Regions from separate parts of the Gossypium hirsutum genome. Here region 1 is linked to region 2. A link is a contact called in public Hi-C data. All regions are on one chromosome and are shown on one strand. Each heading gives the region's core, a stretch centred on a gene start, on an enhancer-like site or on the middle of the called end of the contact. The rest is flanking DNA. Distances are from core to core; before and after follow the strand shown. Region 1 holds the start of LOC107955691 (receptor-like protein kinase FERONIA). Region 2 holds the start of LOC107952414.

Region 1 (6,458 bases), core at 3,130-5,629, 680 kb before region 2:
AAACCACTATTCCAACTAGGCCCAAAATCGGGCTATTACATTGAAATCCAAAGTTACGTGAAGTTCTGGGTGCAGATATTGATATATAAGTCTAGAGGCAAATCCAGGGGACTGGCAGGGGCTCGGTCCCCTTAAAATAGAAAATTGTTGTTATGACCCTATAGAAAATTTTAAAATTTTAAATTAGTAAAGGTAAAATTGCACTTTGCCCCCCTAAAATTATGAAAATTTAATTTAATCCTTTAAAAATTATAAGATATAGACTATTAAAAAATTAAAATTTCATTTCGACCCCCTTAAAAGAAAATTCTGGCTTCTCCCCTATATAAGTTGAGACATTTTATTGAAAAGGTAGATTATATAAATGGTGTTTTGAAGAAAAAATATTTTTTTAGAGCATCGGAGGAATGATTTTTCTTTTAAATAAAATGTTTAAGGGACTACTCATTTCAATTTTGGATTCTCACGGAGTTGCCAATTCCATGTTGTGGTTTAATAACCTTTGAGTCATTTTACATTTGAAGTTTTTACATTTAGGTTTTCTTTTCTTTATATTTAAATATTTTTTTTATTTAACCCATTTTTTCTATTTTTATTTATTTTATATTTTAAAATTTTGTAATTATAATTATAGTTTTTAATTTAATTTTGATGTTAGCTTTAGTCTTATTTTTTATTTTAATTTTCTTTTTGATTAATTTTTGTTTATTTCAAGTAGATGTTCATATTTTAAAAATATACTAAAAGAATAAATATAATGTTAGAAAAATTTTAATTGTAAATTTTGTTTAAATTTTTAATGATGCTTAAAATTTTAAATATATATTAAAAACTATTGATTAGAAATTTAAAGTTCTGACTTAAAAAAAATAAAATTGTTCATATTTTTTAATATTTTATTTTACTATATTTTAAAATTTTATAACTGCTTTAAAACAAATTTTAAAAAACTTCATGGCGACTCAAGTAAAATAAAATACTATTTCATAACTGAATTAAATAAAGTAATACAATCAATCCTTGCGCATGGGTATATATATATAAAAATAGCCACATATTCAAATCCTATCGCCCTTATTCCCCTCCAAAAAAGGAAAATGATAGGCATAAGATACAAAAATAATAATTCATCAATTAAAAATTAATTGAATCTTAGATAAATCTTGATATTATCAATGATACAAGTCGAATCCTAGATGTAGAAATAGAAGGGGGCATACCCCCTTCTCCATCGAAAGAGATGATATTATCGCAGATACAACACATAACATAAAAAATTAACCAAATTTGCCCAATGTGGAGGCAATCAAGAAAGCCGCATAAGTAAAATATAACCTACAAAAAAGCGGGCTAATCCAACAAATCTTGCCTGCACAATAGAAAGAGCCACTAGTTTATCTCTCCATCGAATCAAAGTAGCTAAAGGTACGCGTTCATGAGCCCATGCTAAAATTTCAATCAATTCTTGCCAATATCCGCGCCAAGAAATTAAGCATATAAATCTGGTAGCCCAAACAAGATGTCTAAATAAGAATATTCTCGTCCAGACTGATAAACTATTCATACCAAATGGGTTATACCCATTGATAAGTTGTTAAGAGTTTAACCATAGATAATTTTTTAACCATCTCATCAAATAAGTGGAAGATTAATTAAACTGTGAGACGTTACCCTACCATACTGTGATGTGTTTCCAATGCTATGCAATGGTATTTAACATCTAGAAAACTGCCAAATAAAATGGGTCCCACGCCGAAATATCACAAGTTCCACCTTACCCCAAATCATCGCAAGGAAAACTATAACCGAAATCCCTTTCATCCGGCATCAACTTGGAATTACGTGTATCTAAAGCGCTCTTTACTAAGATCAATGTAGTTGTATGTAAACCTAGAGCAATAGCATGTTGAACCAAGAAGTCTCTAGGACCTATTGTTAAGAATAGTGAATTACTATTTTCATTAAAGGCAACCATATGCTTCGACCCGCATTGAATGATGGGCCATTCATTAAAGATAAAAGCACATCAAAGCCGTATGAAGTTTTACCATGAACAGATTGGATCCATTAGATAAATATGGGTTCAATCAAGATTTGTTTCCCTGGAGTCCAAAAAGCAAGCATGACATCATTATGGACATAAAGTCCCAAAGTCTGGAATCCTAGAAAGAGGTTGACCTAACTTAAATGGGATATGTTAGCTTCTTTGTGGTCTACCATTCTTGTAAATACATTATCCTCATTTTGTTTCGGATCGTAATCTCTAATAAAAAATATAGCTCTATGGGCACAAGCTCCTTTCATGATGAATCATGTAATTTATCGGTGATGGGTATATAACGCAGCTTGAGTAGTAAAGTCTTGTGCTATGAATGCATAAGCAGGTAAAGAGTACATGTGGTGAGCTACCAAGGACGTAATAACCCTTAAAGAAGTTGAGTAAGGCCTAATTGAAAATGAATCAAATTATTGATTGTGTCATAATGATCCTTAAGCTCCCGCCCCAATCATCCTCTAGGAGGAATATGTGTTTCTAAAAGATCTTTTATACTGTGACCAATTCCAATGTTAGTTCTATACATATGACCCGATATTAGGAAAAAAATTGCAATAGTTAAATGATGGTGTGCAATATCAATTAGCCGAAAACTTTGCGTTTGTCGATGGAATCCCCCGAGAAGTGTTAGAATGGCAGTTCCTGATCCTTGGGAGGTACCAAATAAATGGCTAGTTGAACCGGGGTTTTGAGCATAAAGATTCTACTGACCTAAAAAAATGGGCCTAACCATTGGGAATACGGTAATACATCTAAGAAATTATTCCATCGAACATATTCCCCCTGGGATCTAGGAATAGCGACATGAACTAAGTGCCCTGTCCAAGCTAAGGAACTTACTTTGAATAGTCCTGACAAATGATGATTTAGACGAGATTTGACGATTTTGTTATTAAAAGGGGTAGCCACCAACTCCAAATATAGATTATAAAACAAACATGAAAAATAAAAATAAATTATTAATTTATCTTAATTTATTTAAATATAAACACTAAAAACATTAAAACTCCTAATCTAACTAAAATAATAATAATAGACACCCACGCCATGCAGAGCTTCAATCCCCCCCCCCTTTTTTTCTTTTTTATTAACTATATCATTAGTTACTAAATTATGAACAAATTTTCGTTTTGGTCACTTAACTAAAAAAAATTATAATTTAGTCACTGAACTATTCAAAAGTTTTTATTTAATTCATTGAGTTGTTAAGGTTTTTATTTTTTAAAAGTTCTGCCAGCGATCTCCAAGCGATGATTCAATAATCAGTATGTTGGATCAGTATCCATCGACAAGTAGAAGAATATACCTTAGGTCCAAATCAATCTGACGGTCAGTGTCAGAGATTGGAGAAACAAAAGTTCACTTTTGCTTGATTGGTTTTTGATTAAATTTTGCTATTCAATTTTAATTTTAAATAATTTGAAGAAAAAATTAATAAAAATATTTTTAATATTTTATTTTTATAATTAAAATAATAAATTAATTAATATAATGTTAAGTATTAATAAATAAATTTATTTATAAAAAAAGAAAGTAATTATATTGTTTCATTTTAAATCACCATTCACAACTTAATTTCTACATTTAATAGACGAGTCTCACATGATCCTACACATTTTAATGGTGATGATCATTTGATTATATATTAATGGAGTGAATCTCAACCCATTAATTTATTATTAATTATTAAAATAAAATATTTAAAAAATATTTTTTACGTTAAATCTTGTTCTTAAACTATCAAAATTAAATTGTAAAAAAAATCAAAGTTGATGGCTAAATTTAATAAAATTTAAAATTCACTAACAGAGTTCAACCGCTTAAAACATGAGTTATAAATTTACCTATATTCTTAAAATATAATTATAAATATCAATTAAAATTAAAATATAATTATAAATATCAATTAAAATAAAGTATAGTGACAAATTTTAATATTTAATTGTAAGAAGACGGACAAATTTGCAAGGTGAAATCTTAACACTACCAAATAGTAAAAAATATATATTTTCATTTTTTTAATATTTTATACTAAACATGATATGAAAAGAATATATATAGTTTTCAATTTTTTTTCTTTCCTTTGTAGGGGCTCAATCGAAACAAACACTATAGTTTACTATATTTTAGGTAAAGACATAAATGCGTACCCAAATTATTAGAACATTCAATGGAAACTCCCAAAATTCCAAATTCTGTCATTGGTGAGAATAGTGGCCTCTATTTGATTATTCAACCAATACAATTCCATTTCTGTTTTTTTCCTCCCTTTTTTTCCGAAACAAATAGAAATTTAATGCTAAAGAAAAAAAAAATCTCAGTGCATCTTAATATTTGGATAGCTGAAAAATAGCACCAAAAAGGTGCTGCCAAAAAGTCAATTCTTGTTTGACTAAGTCCACCGTTACCCATATGCAGTAGAGGAGATTGATGATAATAACAAATGGTTTTTAGTTTTTTAGTGACATTCTATGGAATACACATAAGAAACAAATGTTAAACTCTACTAACTTCACTAATCAATTTACGAAAATGGGAATTTGAAAATTCAAATCTACTGTAACTGTCTCTTTCCTGCACTCCATCTCCACTTCACTATTCATTTTCTACCTTTCTTCATCTCTTATCCCTTTCTCCATATGCATCTTCTCTCTCTGCCTCTCTGTTTTTCCCTCGCAATGAAGATTCCAACCAAAACAACTTTTTCCCCCCAAAACTCGTTCCCCTGTCTCTTCTTCTTCTTCTTCAGTCAATACCTTGTGGTTCCTGTTATAGCAGATTTCAATGTTACCCCTTACTACCCCATAGAAAACATCACAATTGACTGCGGTTCTCCTTCCACCAATGCCTTGTCTTCCGATGGCCGTTCTTGGGTTGGAGATAGCAATGGAAAATTTAGCCCCATAGAGCCACAAAACAACAAGAACAAATCATTAGCGACTGAAGCTGTACCTCCACAGCCCTCATTTGTTGATAATGTCCCCTACTCCACAGCTCGTCTCTCTTACTCACAGTTCACCTATTCTATTCCCCTCACTTCTGGCCCAAAGTTCATCCGCTTGCACTTCTATCCAACTTCATATCTAAGCTTTGACGACCCTTCTAAGAAAGCTTTCTTCTCTGTTCAAGTTGGTCCTTTTACCCTTCTCAGGAATTTCAATGCTTCACTCCATGCTGTACCCAACGTTCCACTTATCAAAGAATTTTGTACAAACGTTGAAGGTCAAAGGTTAAACTTAACCTTCACTCCTAGTCCTGATATCACTCATTCTTATGCTTTCATCAATGCCATCGAAGTTGTTTCCATGCCGATCAATCTATATTATACACCAGAGATTGATGATGACGGCGTACCTTTTCTTGGCCAGGCCCAGGGAAGCTTGTACACCCTAGGAAACAACACTGCCCTTGAGATGATGTATCGAGTCGATGTTGGTGGGAGGGAAATTCCGCCAGGAGAAGACACTGGGATATTCCGGGGCTGGTTAAAAGATGACGCCTATTTGACAATAGCCAAACCAAGTGCTCTTCCTGTTAATACTAGTATTAATCTCACCTTCAGCAGTATACCATTGTACTCTGCTCCAAGGGATGTTTATATAACTGCCAGGACCATGGGGACGAACAAGACCCAGAATTATAACTACTATCTGACATGGGAGTTTCCTGTTGATTCTGGGTTCAATTACTTCGTAAGGTTACATTTTTGTGAGTTCCAGATAGAGATAACCAAAGAAGGTGATAGAGTGTTTGAGATCTTATTAGCTAATTTAACTGCAGAAACTGAAGCAGATGTTATATCCTGGAGTGGTGGAAATGGGATTCCAGTATATCGGGATTATATGGTGTCAATAGGAAAGAATGGAAATCAAAAGCAGCAAAATCTCTCTATTGCTTTACATCCTTCGCCAGCTTGGAGAACTCATTATTCTGATGCCATCTTGAATGGGCTTGAAATCTTCAAATTGAGCAACGGTTTTGTTCTTGCCAGTCCAGATCCAGTTCCAATAAATCAAAAGGAAAATTCACCACCAACCTCAACCATGCATAACAACAACAAAGCAGTATTCGGCATTGTGGGAGGCGTAATATCGGGCTTTGTTGTTCTTTCTCTTCTTTGTTTCTTCGTTTACCGTCAAAAGATGAGAGTCAAAGATACCAGTTCCAGTAAGGGAGTTTCACAGTGGAGTCAGTTTTACGGTAAAGGAGTTCCAGTATCAACCAAGTGTGGTGGCTCATCTCTGCCTTCTGATCTTTGTCGTTACTTTTCACTGTCTGAGATCAAACGAGCAACCAACAACTTCGACAATGTTTTCATTATTGGTGTTGGAGGTTTCGGCAACGTTTACAAAGGATTCATCGATGGTGGGGAGACCCAAGTTGCAATCAAACGGTTGAACCC
Region 2 (6,125 bases), core at 2,049-4,548:
TCCAAAGTTTCTCTAATCGACATATTGATGTGATTATTGAGGATGTAGGTGATCAGAAGAAGTGGAGATTTACAGGTTTCTATGGTTCTCCTTACACACATGATAGAGATGATTCATGGAATTTGTTAAGACGATTAAGTAATAACGAAGAGTATCCATGGCTGGTTTGTAAGGACTTTAATGAGATCTTATATGGCTTTGAGAAGAAAAGAGGTCTCCCTAGAGATGAGAGAAGAATGGAAGCTTTTCGAAAGACGTTAGAAGATTGTAGCTTGGTGGATGTGGGTTATTTAGGTAATTGGTTTACTTAGGAAAGAGGGAACCTCCCAGAAACGAACATTCAAGAGAGGTTGGATAGGGGTGTAGCTACGGAAGAATAGATTTTTTTATTCCCAAATTCTCAAATTAAACATCTCCCCTATTCATTCTCGGACCATCGTCCACTTCTTATTAGTACAAGCACAAAGTTGGAAGGCTGATTCAAAAAAACTTTAAGTTTGAGGCCTGGTGGGTTTTGGAGGAAACATTTTTTGAGGAAGTTAGACATATTTAGGAAAATGCCGGAGGTGATATTTTGAGCAAGATGGATGATATCAAAAGAGATTTAACGAGTTGGGCAAACCAGATTCGACGGTGTAAAAAAATAAAAACAGAGGTCCTAACATCAAAGTTAGCAATGTTACTTGAATCCGATAGAAGTGATGAAAATTTGGCAGAGCTTATTGATACAAAGATTAATTTGAATTTTGAGATTGAAAAGGATGAATGCTATTAGGAGCAGAGGGCCTAAATAAATTGGTTGAAACTTGGAGACAAAAATACAGCTTTTTTTCATAAGCAGGCGACCCAAAGAAAAAAGTGTAATTTTATTCACAAGATGCAGTTTGAAGACGGTAGAGAGACAGAGGAGGTTAAAGAGATGGAGGAAATTGCTAGATCGTATTTTCTAAAATTATTTTCAGTAGGAAGACAAGATAACTTCTCTAAAATCTTGTCCGGAATTAACAGATGCATTTTTTATGAAGATAATGAGAAATTAAAGACAAGATACACCAAGGAGGAAATAAGAGAAGCTCTACTAGAAATAGGTCCTACAAAAGCACCTGGAGAGGATAGTTTTCCAGCCTTATTCTATAAAAAAATGTTGGCCGATCATTGGGGAGGATGTATCCACTTTTTGCCTTCAAAGATTAAATGAAAGTATGGAATTACATTCAATCAACAAAACAAATATTGTGCTAAGCCCAAAAATTTTAAACCCTTTCAGTATTACTCAATTTAGGCCAATTAGCTTATGCAATGTGATTTATAAATTGATAGCTAAGGTCATTGCTAATCGACTTCGGACAGTGATTCATAAATGCATTGATTCAGCACAAAGTGCTTTTGTTCTAGGAAGACTGATTTTCGATAACGTATTACTAGCTTATGAAGTTCTGCACACTTTAAAGCACAAAAGGCCAGGAAAAAATAGCTTATGAAGTTCTGCACACTTTAAAGCACAAAAGGCCAGGAAAAAAAAGGTTTATGGCTGTGAAACTGGATATGAGTAAGGCATATGATAAGGTTGAATGGAGCTTTGTGAATGAGTAATGACGAAAATGGGATTTGACCCAAGATGGGTTAGTTCGTTAATGAATTGTGTGTCTATAGTATCATATTCTGTAGTTTTCAACGAAAATGTAGGAGAAAATTTTCTTCCATCTAGAGGTCTTAGACAAGGGGACCCTTTAAGTATGTTTTTGTTTTTACTTTGTGGGGAAGGGCTTTCGAGTCTAATGCAGCTGGCGAGAACAAGAAACATTATAAAAGGAGTTAAAGTTAGTCAAAGTGGGCCAACCATCTCTCATTTACTCTTTACAGATGACTGTATCTTATTTGCCGAAGCTACTGAAAGGGGGGCACAGTTACTAAAACAAGTTTTGAATGAGTATGAGAGGAGCTCAGGTCAATGTGTTAATTATGATAAATCTATTGTATTCTTCAGTTCAAATACACAAGAAAGGGAAAGGGTTGCAGTTTCGAACATACTTAGAGTAAGAAGGTCAACGGATCCAAAAAGATATCTAGGGCTCCCTAATATGGTGGAAAGGAAAAAGAGGTCATCATTTCAAAATTTGAAGGATAGATTTAAACAACGAATTGACAATTGGAGTATAAGATATCTCTCCCAAGAAGGAAAGGAAGTTTTTATTAAAGCTATACTCCAATCTATCCCAACTTATACGATGGCTTGTTTTCAACTTCCTAAAACTCTATGTGCTGAATTGGAGGGCATAATAGCTAAATACCGGTGGCAAAAGAAGCACAATAGGAAAGGTATTCATTGGTGCGCTTGGAAAGATTTATGCTTATTAAAAGAAGATGGTGGCCTTGGGTTTCGAAATCTTGCGAAGTTTAATGTTGAGCTTTTAGCAAAACCAGGGTGGCGTCTTATCAAATCCCCAAATTCATTATTAGCCTACGTTTTAAAGGCAAAATATTATCCCAATTCGAATTTCTACAAAGCTCGATTAGGAAATTTACCTTCGCTTACCTAGAAAAGTGTTTGGGCTACGAGAGGGCTTCTGGAGAAAGGATTATGCTAGAGGGTTGAGAGAGGGGATCAAATATCTGTTTGGGATGATTTATTGATATCAGGAAATGAATCAGATAGAATATCAAACCAAGACAACAATGATAATATTAAGTTAGTTTCAAATTTAATCGAAGCCATCACTAGAAGCTGGAAAACAAAGGTCATAAGGAATACCTTCCAAATGGATGTAGCGGAAAAAACTCTGAAGATCCCGCTAGCGAAGACAGCACACGAAGATTTTCAAGTATGGAAAGGGGAGTTGACAGGGGAGTTCTCCGTTAGGAGTGCCTACAAACTATTACATGAAATTTGCTTGGATCCTAATACTATTATTTTACAGACCGAAATTAAAAATTTCTACAGAAAACTGTGGAAATTATACATCCCCTCAAAAATTCAAATTACAGTTTGGAGAATATCTTGGAACTTCATTCCGTCTCTTGTCAACCTTAGGCTCAAGAGGGTTGTGGTGGATGCCCAATGTCCTAGATGTCGCCAAGGAGATAAGGACCACTCATATTTTTCAACAATGTCCATTTACAATTGAAGTTTGGAATCAGTTAAGACTAGCATAGGTTTTCAGCCATAATAATCTGAATATATGGCAATGGCTTACCTGGGTCTATGATAAAGGAACAGATGAGCAGATCTGGCTCTTTTGTTATGGTCTTTGGTTAATCTGGTTCAGCAAAAATAAGTTATTATATGAAAGAAGACATATGACAGGAATCGAAATAGCAAGACAAACTCGGAACTATATGGTAGAACTGGATGCAATAGAGGAGACAAGATTTACTCTTCAACCAGCTGAAAATACTCAACAGATATGTAGAAGGGGAAAGATCACAGTTTATTTTGACGCAACCTTCGACCGACTATCGTCCAGATCGACTACGGGTTTGCTTGTACTGAACGAGGAGGGGGAGATCCTCGAATCGAAGGCAGTCATGCACTCCGAGATAGTTACTTCGTTCACGGCAGAATCATATGCAGGATTACAGGCAATAAAATTAGGGATTTCTATGGGGTTAAACAAAATAGAAGTAGTGGGAGATTCGAAAACTATCATTAAGAAATGCCAAAGAAGTGATACAGACAAATCTGTCATTGGAGCAATTATCAGAGACATACAAAGCAAAAAAGATAGATTCCAGGAGATCGACTTTCATTTTATCCCTAAGGCAGAGAATGTCTACGCTCATGTTATAGCAAAGGAGGCCCTTAAGAGAAGAGAAAGCTTTTACTTGATGGGAGGAATTCCAGATTCAGTTCGCCAAGCAGTGGAGAGTTTTTGGCCAAAAGCTCCAGACTAAGTGAAAGAAGCAATGAAAAGTTGTGAAGTGAAAAGTAGCAAATGAGAAGTTAATGCATTTTTTGAAAACCTGCTATAATTAATGGTTAGAACGGTTGATTTGAAAAGATGACAGCTATTGGTTTCCAACTGTTTGATTTGACTGGTACAGGATAAGGCTTAGTTCCTATTTTAGTCTAGTTAAATTCAGACAAATTGGGCTATTTATACTAGTTCTCTCTTTAGGCCAGATTCTAAATAGACCTTTACTTCTGTTTTTTTTATTTCCTTTATTTCTATTTTTATGGATTGTAGCATAAACTCTGCTTTCATGTATTTTAGTCATATAAATGAATCCAATCAGATCTTTTATTAAAAAAAATTATTTAATTAGGAGCAATGCACGATTTGCAAAAAGAAAAACATTTTTGTTATTTTAAAAATCACGTATTTATGTATATTCGTTCACAATCTTTTAAAATAATTTTTAATTTAAAATTATTATTCTCACTTGATTCAAAATTAATTTGATGTAAATGATTTATCTCAAAAAGTAAAATAAATATTTACTACTTAACAAAAATAAATTTATAATTAAAATTTATTTTTAATAAAAACAAATTACTAAAAATTATTAATTTCCCCATGCACTAACCCACTACGAATACATAAATAAATAAAAAATGATTTAATTTAAATTTTTTTAACAATCTAGGTATAAGTTCTCAATATATCTAACTCAAAACTATATATATCCACTCCTTAACTCATCAATAAAAGATAATACATTTAAAATTTTGAACACATTCAAACATACATCCTTTTACATTTACAATAATAGTTATATCAATAGATTTAAAAATAATTAAATCTAATTATCTCCTTTTACAGAATAATAAAAGGTTAAAATTTACAAATTCTTAACTGTGATAGGACATGAAAAATTATTTAATTCTTCATTTGATTAAATCTAAAGTCAACTGTTCCTTCTTAAGTACAGCTATTTTCACACCATAACACAAATAAACCACGGCAGAAAATAAAATAAAAAAGCTGTCTCTATCCTATTGCTTAACAAACTAAGTTTCTCCTTTCTGACCCGTCAAATCTTCAACGTACAACAGTCAGGAAAGCTAAGAAACATCCCATCTGCTTAAACATGCCTAATTAATTTGACCCCTCCAAACATCCAGATTGTTTATCTTCAATGTCTGAAAATGTATCCTCAGATTTGCAGCTAAATGCATCCTCCACACAAGAACTTCCATGGGGCCAGAGTACATCAGTCTGATAATCAGCGAAATTGTTGAAGGCAGATGCAGGGAAAAGTACTTCTTCATACATAACTTCTCCATGCCACTCCACTTCGGAGTCTGCTTTCTTTTGGAGCTCCAAGGCAACCTCTAATGTCACCTCCACTTCCCCAAGAGCAGGTCGTTTATGTTCCCCAACATGGACGCAACTTAATGCGATGTCCAGGAATTTCTGTAAGCAACTCGGGGCTATTTGCCCTTCCAAATATGGGTCCATCATCTGATAAATACTTCCATTCTTTAGGTGTTCATTGACCCAAGAAATTATATATCGATGATTATGGTCCTCCGCATCAAACTTTATTGCTTTTCTACCACAAAGTACTTCAAGCAAAACAACCCCAAATGAGTAAACGTCTGACTTCTCTGTCACAAGAGTAGTATCAATGAAAAGCTCAGGAGCGACGTAGCCCAAAGTACCAAACAGCCTAGTTCGACTTGTTTCCAATTCAATTTCATCCAGAGGAGGTAACTGTATTCTGATGGGAGCGTTTGATAAACTAAAAGGGCCGATCTTAGACAAGGAGAAATCCGCAATCTTAGAAACCTTTAGGTCATCCAAAAGAATGTTTTTGGTCTTGATGTCACGGTGGATGACTGCACGCTTTGCTCCTACATGAAGATAATGTAGTCCACGAGCTGCCCCAATGCAAATCTCTAACCTCTGTTTCCATGGGAGGGGATCATAGCGAGTACCGTGGAGATGATCAAAGAGCGATCCGTTGCTCATATAATTGAACACTATGACCTTTTCGTCTTCGGCCTCATCGCAGAATCCAATCAGAGTAAGAATATGTTGGTGGCGCAGCTGGCAAAGTAGTTGCATCTCATTTCGAAAGTCTTCAAGTGTTTTCTGTCGTGAGGATCCGAGCAGGAAGTATTTGACAGCGAAAACCGAAGCCCCGTCATCGAAAAGCCCTTTGTATACAACTGCACTGCCACC

The links. Hi-C and Micro-C count contacts between places; a contact is called where the count stands out from the background.
Region 1: a contact with region 2 is called in a Hi-C map of leaf, with 1.8 times the contacts expected there. The contact joins the promoter of LOC107955691 here to the promoter of LOC107952414 in region 2. A contact is called at or near these places in 6 of 34 Hi-C or Micro-C datasets (callus and leaf).

What each region holds. Positions count from the first base shown.
Region 1 is chrA07:84,099,047-84,105,504 of Gossypium_hirsutum_v2.1, reverse strand. LOC107955691 (receptor-like protein kinase FERONIA) reads left to right here and starts at 4,379. Exons shown (of 1, transcript XM_016891492.2): 1 at 4,379-6,458. The coding sequence starts at 4,696. It also overlaps the pseudogene LOC121203740.
Region 2 is chrA07:83,413,477-83,419,601 of Gossypium_hirsutum_v2.1, reverse strand. LOC107952414 reads left to right here and starts at 3,298. Exons shown (of 1, transcript XM_016887670.1): 1 at 3,298-3,891. The coding sequence starts at 3,298. The coding sequence ends at 3,891. It overlaps LOC107952415, which reads left to right. Exons shown (of 2, transcript XM_016887671.2): 1 at 1-294; 2 at 1,669-2,540. The coding sequence ends at 2,540. It overlaps LOC107952413 (receptor-like protein kinase FERONIA), which reads right to left. Exons shown (of 1, transcript XM_016887669.1): 1 at 5,037-6,125. The coding sequence ends at 5,037.